3 separate regions of the Mus musculus genome follow, and regions 1 and 2 are each linked to region 3. The links are chromatin contacts, called in public HiChIP or PLAC-seq and promoter capture Hi-C maps. All regions are on one chromosome and are shown on one strand. The core of a region is the stretch at or near the end of the contact, and the rest is flanking DNA. Distances in the headings are between cores, read along the strand shown.

Evidence for each region. Promoter capture Hi-C pulls out the DNA fragments that hold promoters and counts their contacts. HiChIP or PLAC-seq counts read pairs in DNA pulled down with a chosen protein or histone mark.
Region 1: a contact with region 3 is called in an H3K27ac HiChIP or PLAC-seq map of extraembryonic endoderm stem cells. The contact joins the promoter of Ncoa4 here to the promoter of Ankrd28 in region 3. A contact is called at or near these places in 12 of 39 promoter capture datasets (the 3T3-L1 cell line, 3T3-L1-derived adipocytes, the C10 cell line and 7 more), 10 of 484 Hi-C or Micro-C datasets (CD4 T cells, CD8 T cells, effector CD8 T cells and 4 more), 6 of 115 datasets of contacts at active chromatin or transcription factors (bone marrow-derived macrophages, effector CD8 T cells, extraembryonic endoderm stem cells and 2 more) and 3 of 9 other capture datasets (adipose tissue, liver and macrophages).
Region 2: a promoter capture Hi-C map of neutrophils shows a contact between it and region 3, with 2.9 times the contacts expected there. The contact joins the promoter of Timm23 here to the promoter of Ankrd28 in region 3. A contact is called at or near these places in 11 of 39 promoter capture datasets (the 3T3-L1 cell line, the C10 cell line, the HPC-7 cell line and 9 more), 6 of 484 Hi-C or Micro-C datasets (CD4 T cells, the G1E-ER4 cell line, embryonic fibroblasts and 3 more), 3 of 115 datasets of contacts at active chromatin or transcription factors (large pre-B cells, pancreatic cancer cells and stem cell-derived neural progenitor cells) and 2 of 9 other capture datasets (adipose tissue and liver).

Annotation. Positions count from the first base shown.
Region 1 is chr14:32,158,615-32,161,314 of GRCm38.p6, reverse strand. It overlaps Ncoa4 (nuclear receptor coactivator 4), which reads right to left and starts at 1,428. Exons shown (of 10, transcript NM_001033988.2): 1 at 1,305-1,428.
Region 2 is chr14:32,200,561-32,203,260 of GRCm38.p6, reverse strand. It overlaps Timm23 (translocase of inner mitochondrial membrane 23), which reads left to right and starts at 1,370. Exons shown (of 7, transcript NM_016897.3): 1 at 1,370-1,618. The coding sequence starts at 1,513. Parg (poly (ADP-ribose) glycohydrolase) reads right to left here and starts at 1,290. Exons shown (of 18, transcript NM_011960.3): 1 at 796-1,290. The coding sequence starts at 1,015.
Region 3 is chr14:31,829,019-31,831,757 of GRCm38.p6, reverse strand. It overlaps Ankrd28 (ankyrin repeat domain 28), which reads left to right and starts at 1,343. Exons shown (of 28, transcript NM_001024604.2): 1 at 1,343-1,431. The coding sequence starts at 1,405.

The sequences.
Region 1 (2,700 bases), core at 179-2,678, 330 kb before region 3:
AGCAAATCACCTGGGTGTGGTGGCACGTACGTCTGTAAACCCAGCAGAGCCAACAGGATCCCTGCAGCCAGTCTCAAGCAAACTAAACAAACCAGGCTGGAGAGATGGCCCAGTGGTTATCAAAGGGCCAGAGTTCAGTTCTTAGGGCCCACATCAGGTGACTCACAATGGCTTGTAAGGGGATCTGACACTCTTCTTAAACAAACAAAAAAATCCACAGAGCAAATCAAGCGACCTGCTGAGCAGTACAAATTAGTCTCCTGTTTGTCACACAGGATGAAATTCTTTCCAATGTTCTAATGTACTTTAAAAGTTCAGAAACATCACAGTGGGATGCTAACGGAGAACCAACAGCCTTACCTGTCCCATACACACCCAGGGAAGTAACTCAAAAGGTCTATGACCATACTCCAAATTACCAAGTGGGTGGAAAGTCAAGTCCTTCCAAAAGGACGCCAGGGTGGCAGGCCCTTACCTACTAAACAACACTAGCAGGAGAGCTGTGTGCAGGAGGGTCAGATAACTCCAGCCCCTCTGACTTGTCATTCTTGAGCCATCCTCCCAAGTTCCAGCCTGTAGCACTTAAACCCATACTGTTCCCACCGCAAGGGCTAAGTCACATCAGGGCCGGGAGCACGTCCACTTCTTTACATTACTATATCCTCAGTACCCTAAGCATATAGCAAATGAACGCCCGAGCTATGAATTAATGATTCTGCAAGCTCTCTCTTCTCATCAGCTGAAGGGACGAATCAAACGATTTAAAGGGACTGCTGGGAGAAGGAAACGGATAGTGGGCCTCCAGAAGTCATTCCACCTTGCCAAACCACTAGGAATAGGGGCAAATGTGCACTGGGTCAGTAATGGAAACCAGGCCCGCCTGGGACCAGAGAAACAGGGCTGTCACCGCTATAAACCCAGAGGACAGTCAGGGCAATGTAGGGAAAGGGATGGAAGAGAAGCATTCAGGCTGCAATCGTGGCCCAGGAACGAAACATGTCGACAGGACAGAGGAGAGAAGACAGATCCAGCGCTTGGGCATGAAGGAAAAGTGGTAGCGTCGGGACGAGGGGAGGGAGAGGAGCTCTGGCCTGGCGCGACGCGGGGACTGGAGAGGCGATCACAGCAGACGTGACCTGGGGAAGGGAAGGGCCATTGGGCCCCGCGTGCAGGCAGGTGGGATGGTGGTCCCGGACCCGAGGGTCGGGAAGAATGGAGGGGAGGGCAGGACAGGCCACAGGCCGGAGCGAAGAAGGGCACAGGGCAGAAGAGGAAGCGCGCCCGCCGGCCACTCTCGTCCTTACCGGCTGGCAGCGCTCCTTCCGGTGATCCGAGCGGACCTTAGACCGACCCAGACACTTAGCCGTGGAAGGATCCGGACCCTGAAGACAGAGTTCTCGCGATAGGATGGCCTCCCTACCACGCTTCTCGGTAGTGTTCTGACAGTCTCGCGAGATTTCCTTCCGCGCCTGCGCAAAGTCTTCTTAGAGCTCAACGTGGAGGCATGCAGTAACACTCCCTGCCCTTAGTCTGGATCATTTTCGTGCCTATCAGTAAGTCTCTAATCCCAGCACTCCGGAGGCAGAGGCAGAGGCAGGCGGATTTCTGAGTTCGAGGACAGCCTGGTCTACAGAGTGAGTTCCAGGACAGCCAGGGCTACACAGAGAAACCCTGTCTTGAAAAAAAAAAAAAAAAGCACTTCCTGTTCTTGCAGAGGACCCAGTTTTGGTTCCCAGCCACCTACAGGATGGCTCACAACCACCCATACCTCCTGGTTCCAGTGCCTTCTGACCTCCAAGGGCACCAGGCGTGCACACGGTACAGATGTATATATGCAGGCAAAAAAGAGTCATGCAAATAAAGAAAATAAACTCTTTTTTTCCTCTGGGGTTTGTGGTGGTTTGAGTAAGAATGGCCCTCTCGGGCTCACGTGTTTGAATGCTTACTGATGAGAAGATGGCTCTACTTAGAGTGAGTGTCCTTGTTGGGGTGGGTGTGGCTTTGGGGGAGGAAGTATGTCACTGGGGGTTGGCTTTGAGGCTTCAGAAGTCCAAGCCAGGCTTAGTGGCTCACTCTTTCTTTCTGCTGCATGTGGATCTGGATGTAGTACTCTGAGCTACTTCTGCCTGCAGGCCACCCTGCTTTATGCCATGCTGATAATGGACAAAGCCTCTGAAATGGTAAAGATGGCCCAGGCAAATGCTTCCTTTTGTAAGAGTTGCCATGGTCATGGTGTCTCTTCACAGCAATAAAACAGTGACTAAGACAAGGCTGATGGGCTTTATAACTTAGGAAAAACATGCTACATTTTTTTTTAAATATTGAGTAAATAAATGTCAGAATTAATGTTACAGTTTCAAGTCAGTGTATTTTAGCTGGTCTGTATGCCACACCTAACTGACCCTAGAGCTAGGCCCCACCACCCACAGAAGTCCGGCTTCTGAGTTTCCTGTCAGACTGCGTGAGGTCTAGAGAGCCCCTTCTCCAGTATCTCTAACCTGTTCTAACCTTATGCAAACACAGTGTGATGTGGGGACTCGATAAAGAGGGGGTACCTAAGTAACTGGAAGGAAGGATAAATGAGAGTACCAGGGACAAAGAAGAAGTCTGGTTTCATCATGAACACACATGCTTTTTTCCATTGTAAAGCAGAAACAGATGGTTCTGAGCCACCATGTGGTTGCTGGGAACTCAGAACCT
Region 2 (2,700 bases), core at 121-2,620, 370 kb before region 3:
CGCCCCTTCACACAACTGAACACTCTTTAATAGCCTCTCACTGCCCTGAAAATGTAAAATTCAAGATCCTTAGTACTGTCCACACTTACTCAGCAGAGTAGGATCACTGTCCTAATTCTCTGCAGCCCATCTCTCACCATTCCACCGTTGATTCTGCGCACCCACTGCATATCTGAAGTACCTCTTTACTTTCTTCTCCAGTACTCACAGTAAGTACCAAACCTTCTGGACTACCATAACTAACTTAAGTATACTTAATTCCTACCAAAACAATGGCTCCTTCATGAACAACAACATCCATTACTCTCTGTTACAGGTATTTGACTTGTGCTATTGTTTCTCTCTCCTCACAGATTTCAAGGTACGAAAGAAGAGACCAAGTTCCTCGTGTTCAACATCGTGTGCCAGGGACAAATACAATCCAGCAAGCTAAGGCTAACAGCTCTGCACTCTGGAAGTCAGCTCTCACTGAGTCTACTGCAACAACTTTCTTTACGATTTTTGGAGACTGAAGCGCCCTTCTGCTTCACATACACAACTAGACTTCCTTAACAGGGCAAATTCTCTATCCAAGCTGAGGAAAGTATCCCGGGGAGGTCCGGTAACTACCTGTCCAACAAAGTTTTCCACAACACACATGCCACTAGTAAAACTGTAGCGCCTCTCATTGGAGTGGCATCTAGTGATTGAACATCGGGGTCATCAGAGTGGTGGAAACAAGATCAGTTAGGAGTGACTGGAGTCTCCTGGTCCTCACACTGAAACAAGGACAAAGATTTTTTTTTTCCCACGTACCAAACGAGGTGGCGTTGCCTCTGTGCGGTCCCGCCCGCCCCGAGACGCAGGCTGGCGAGGACGGAGGGACCCTGAACTGGACGGGAGCGTCCTTGGGGTCGAGAACACGCCTCTGCCTGCCAGGGAAGCTCCGGGAGTCCGAGGCAGTCGGCGCAGAAGTTCCAGCGGCGCCCCAGCGGGGCCGCTTCGTGCAGGGCTCCCAGCCGGGGCCCGCACTCATGCTGGGACCCGCAGCACACAGTCCCCGGGCCGGCCCGGGCGGAGAGCCTCATTCACTAACCCGGACAGGGACGGACTGCGCCTCCTTCTCGGCGCGCCGCGCACCATTCCCTCTCCGCAGCGGCCCGCCTGGAGGCTGCCACTCCTCGGGCCTTCGAGCGAGACCCTCGCTGCGCAGCCGCTTGCCTCCGCTCGGCAGCAGGGAGCCCACCAGCCCCGGGACGCGCCGCTTCCACTCGGCTCGAGATCGGGCTCCGGCTCCAGGCTCACTTTCCCACCACCGGAAAGCAGCCGTCTCGCGCTTCCCACTTCCGGGCCGCACACAGCCGTAAAGCGGAAGTGCGATACTTCACGGGAGCCGGCGCCCGGAAGGTCAGCGTGGTGAAGGTGGCAGGAGCAACGCGGGTCTTCCCGCTGTTGCTTGTCGCGGCCACGGCCGAGCATACGTCCCCGGCCTGAGGTGGTGGTGGCGAGCCCACCGCCGTTTGCTGCGACCTCATGGAAGGTGGCGGAGGAAGTAGCAACAAATCCACCAGCGGGTTAGCTGGCTTCTTCGGAGCCGGAGGAGCGGGTTACTCGAACGCTGATTTGGCCGGCGTCCCGCGTGAGTATCGGGCCTCGCCTGCTCCCCTTTCTGACTCCTTCCTGGGACAGCTAGAAATGTGTAACGTTCCTGTCCCTTTTCCTGCTCGCCTTTACGAGATTCACCGCCGGTGATTGGGTTTCAAGGCTGAACGAATTTGGGGGATCGTAAATCCCCGGGAAGCTCTTTTAGTGACCTAGTTTCGAGAGGAAACACAAAATGTCCTCCTCTTTAGTGCCCCGTCCCGTCTTTTCTCGTCACACGCTTTTCTGTATGCTTGGCCCTGTTAGGAGACCCTAGTTCTAGAAATAAACATTCCAAATAACAAGCGCGCTATTAATTTTTTTTCACACGGCTTTTAAATATTTCTAAACCAGTTAGGCGAAAACATTTTTCGTTCTTTGTGCGTGTGAGAGACAATTCAGGAAATCAGAAGGAGCTGGGGAAGCAAACGAAACTTTTAAGAGATTTTTAAACAAGAAAAAAGAGCCAAATTCTGAAAGCGATATAAGCAAATTCAAAGATGCAGAGGCATGAATTCCCAGCCTGTTGGCCCTTCTCAATCACCTAAGTATGTCTTTCAGGCTTTTAATGTTTTGTAATTATGGATATTCGACTGGATAAGTAGAGCTTGGGAGTTAATGTTTAATAACACTTTACTAAAGTGTTTCTTCTTGCTAATCCTCTAAGTAAAACCTTTACACTTAAAAACATTCAGAAAGCCGTTTGATAACCCTAATGTCTGCTGTCAAAACTTGAGTCCAGGACACAATTTATGTGTATCTTAGGATATCTCAGTTGCATAACATGAAGGGCACTACTTAAGGTGAGAGAGTACACATACTACTGAGGAGAGTAACGTGAGGACACAGAAGTTAGTGATAGATGACATGGCAATTGAAATAGGACCCTGAGATGGTGGTGGTGGTGATGGGCCGTGAAGGTTGTTGGAGAACAGGTTAGAGAAAACAGCTTGGGAGTTGAAGTTAGAGCTGTGACCTGAATTTAGCAACAAGTGCTTGAGAGACAGAACAAACCTGCTGTGTTTCTTGAGAAGCTATTGGGTCAGTTTGTCTTTAGAGTTGCAAGGGAATGAACTGATA
Region 3 (2,739 bases), core at 94-2,593:
CTGTTCTTATGGGGCTAAAGAGTTGTTTTTAATAATAGCATTATAATAAACTGACAGTCCTGGCACTGATCCCCATTTTTCTAGACTGCCATTAGGCTCAAATCGATTCTCTAAATAAAGTCTGTCCCAAGAGACACACCAATGCAGGGAAAAGATGAGGTTTGGTTTTGTTTTTTAAACCAACCCGATATCTCACGTTTGTGTTCTAACCATCTGTACCTTTTATTAATCAGGGGCTGGAGCCGCCCAGGCTGACAGACACAGGAGAACAACAATCTTCTCCCACACAAGCCTGGAATGGTAACAGTGTGCGGCTGCCTAAGAAAGAAAAGCCTTTTCTGAGCTGTGGGTTGGCGTGGGTGTGTGTGCCAGGGCGAGGGAGTCATTCCTCTTCTCCATCCAAGGATGCTATTTATTGAAAATCCTGCACATCTTTTTGAAAAAATTGATTTCTTTCAAGTGGGAGGCAAAAACCCTTTTGATGATAAAGAAGAAAGGGGGAAAAAAAACACATGCAAGATTGAAAGGGGCGCTTTGGAGAGAAATGTTCCGCGGTCACAACCTGTTCAGGCTATGAAGACCACACCCTTCAGTCTCGCGTGCCAGCAGTCCCCCGGTGACCACGTCTCCCCCAAAGCCCGCGGAGACATTCTCACTCTCGCTCCACGTGCGAGTCCGGTTCCCCGCTGCCCTCGCTACTCTGTTGAAAGCAGCATCGGCCCGGAGGTCTCCCTGGCTCGCACCGGCTCCGGCTGCCTTCTCCGCACCTGACTGAGCTGAGCTTGTGCACGCCACCTCCACGTGCCATCCCGGGCCGTTACCCGGTACCCAGTTTCCGTCCCTCCCCACCTCCAGTCCGGGCTCCGCCCACCGCGCCCGGGGCGCGCGCCCAGACGCCCCGCCACCTGGCCCGCCCGCTCCGCGCGCCGCCGCTTCCTGTGCCCCGCCCCTCCCTCCGCGGAGAGGCGGAGCCCGGGAGCGAGCGAGCGCGGTGGCGTGGCCAATGGGCGCTCGGCTTACTCTGGCCTCTCCCCCGCGCGGCCGCCAATCGCGGCGGGCGGTGGTGGTAATATTGTGGAGTGGAGTTTGGATGCCGCCGCGGCCGCGGGCTGGAGCGGCGCGGCGGCGGGGGCTGCTGGGGTATTTCGGGAAGGGGGTGTGAGGCGGCGGCGAAGGCGGCGGCTGCGTGTGGGAGGTGGCTGAGAGCTAGAGGGAGAGAGCGAGAGAAAGGACGGAAGAAAGAGGGCGGGAGTCCTTGGAGGAGGCGGGACCGGCGGGGCTCTTCGCGGCGGCGGCGGCGGCGGGCGGCCGGGGAGGCGGCGCCGCCCCCTGCCCGCGCTCTCTTCAACGTAGCCGGCCACCTACCCGCCGGGCGCGGGTAGTGGCCGAACAGCGGCGACCGCCATGGCGTTCCTCAAACTCCGCGACCAGGTAGGTGAGGGGCGGCGGGGCGGGATCGCGCCACCGAGGAGTCGGAGGAGGGTGGACCAGCGGCGTGGGCCGCCCGGGCGCCCTGTCGGCGCGGTGGCAGCGAGGGAAGAGGGTGTCCCGGGTCGGCAGCCGTGCGGGCCGTCCGCCTGTCAGTGCAGCCCCAGCTCCGAGAAACCCACGTGCCGCCGGGGGATCGCGGCCGCCGCCACAGGGGCGGGTTCTGCGCTCGCCGCCCTCGCGTCCGGCGCGCTGCCGGGTAGGCGCCTCCTCTTTCCTGCCAGGTGAGGCTCGGGCCTAACAGGTGGCTTTGCGGTGCGGAGTCGGAGCGGGGCAGGCGGCGGCCGTGACCTGGGGTCACGACCTTGCCCTCGGGTTCGCTTCGCGGGGCGGTTCACGGTCCACCGCACCGTCTCTGCGGAGAGGTAGTGGCGGTCGAAAGCAAACCCACCGGTGCCGATGGATTCTGCTGGGGACTGGTTGTTACGGTGCATATTCCCAGGCTGGTTTTCTCTTGGCATATTCTGCACCATCTTGGTTTAGTTTTCCTGACTTAGGAAGAGCTTGTCAAAGAACACCTGAAGTGCTCAGAAGACTGCAGTACACTGTGGGCTGGGAAAAATAACTCTGTATCTACCAATGAAATCGCAACTATGTCTGAATGAACGCTTGTTACCCTTTTAAAAAGGCGAGAAGGTGAATTACCAGACGCTCCCCAGTGTTTGTCTCTTTTAAAGAAAAGGGAAAGTAACGAGTGGATTTTACGGAGTCGCGGGAACCTATTAATGCTTGAGTACCCCTTTTGCCATTGTTTTTCTGAATAGGAGATACTGAACAGATTTGAAGGGAAACCAATCAGAAAGTGGGCACAAGCTTAACAAAAACGATAGGGAAAAACTTAATGTTTTATGTCATTTTCTACCAATTAAAACTTAAGTTCTGAGTCTAGCTAATGTCAATTCTCACTTAAAAAGTGAATATTCTACTTAGGCTGAATGCTGACTTTTAGTATCATTTGGTATCAGCAGAATTTTAGCTGATATTAACAATAGGGCATGATACTTTGAAAAACTCTGGTTGATAAGTTTGTATTTCAAAATCTGTGAATAACTTTACTGTTCAACATGTTCCATTAGCTACACATAGAATCTTTGAGTTGATTAAAATTAAGAAAGCACAGTTTCTCAGTTGTGCTAGTCAAAAGCACACTTTTCAAAAGTGCTCACCAGCCACAGGTAGCAAAACCTTTCATTGCACAAAGTTGTCAGGAAAAAACAAAAAAATCTGTTAATAACAAGCAGAGTTCAAGCC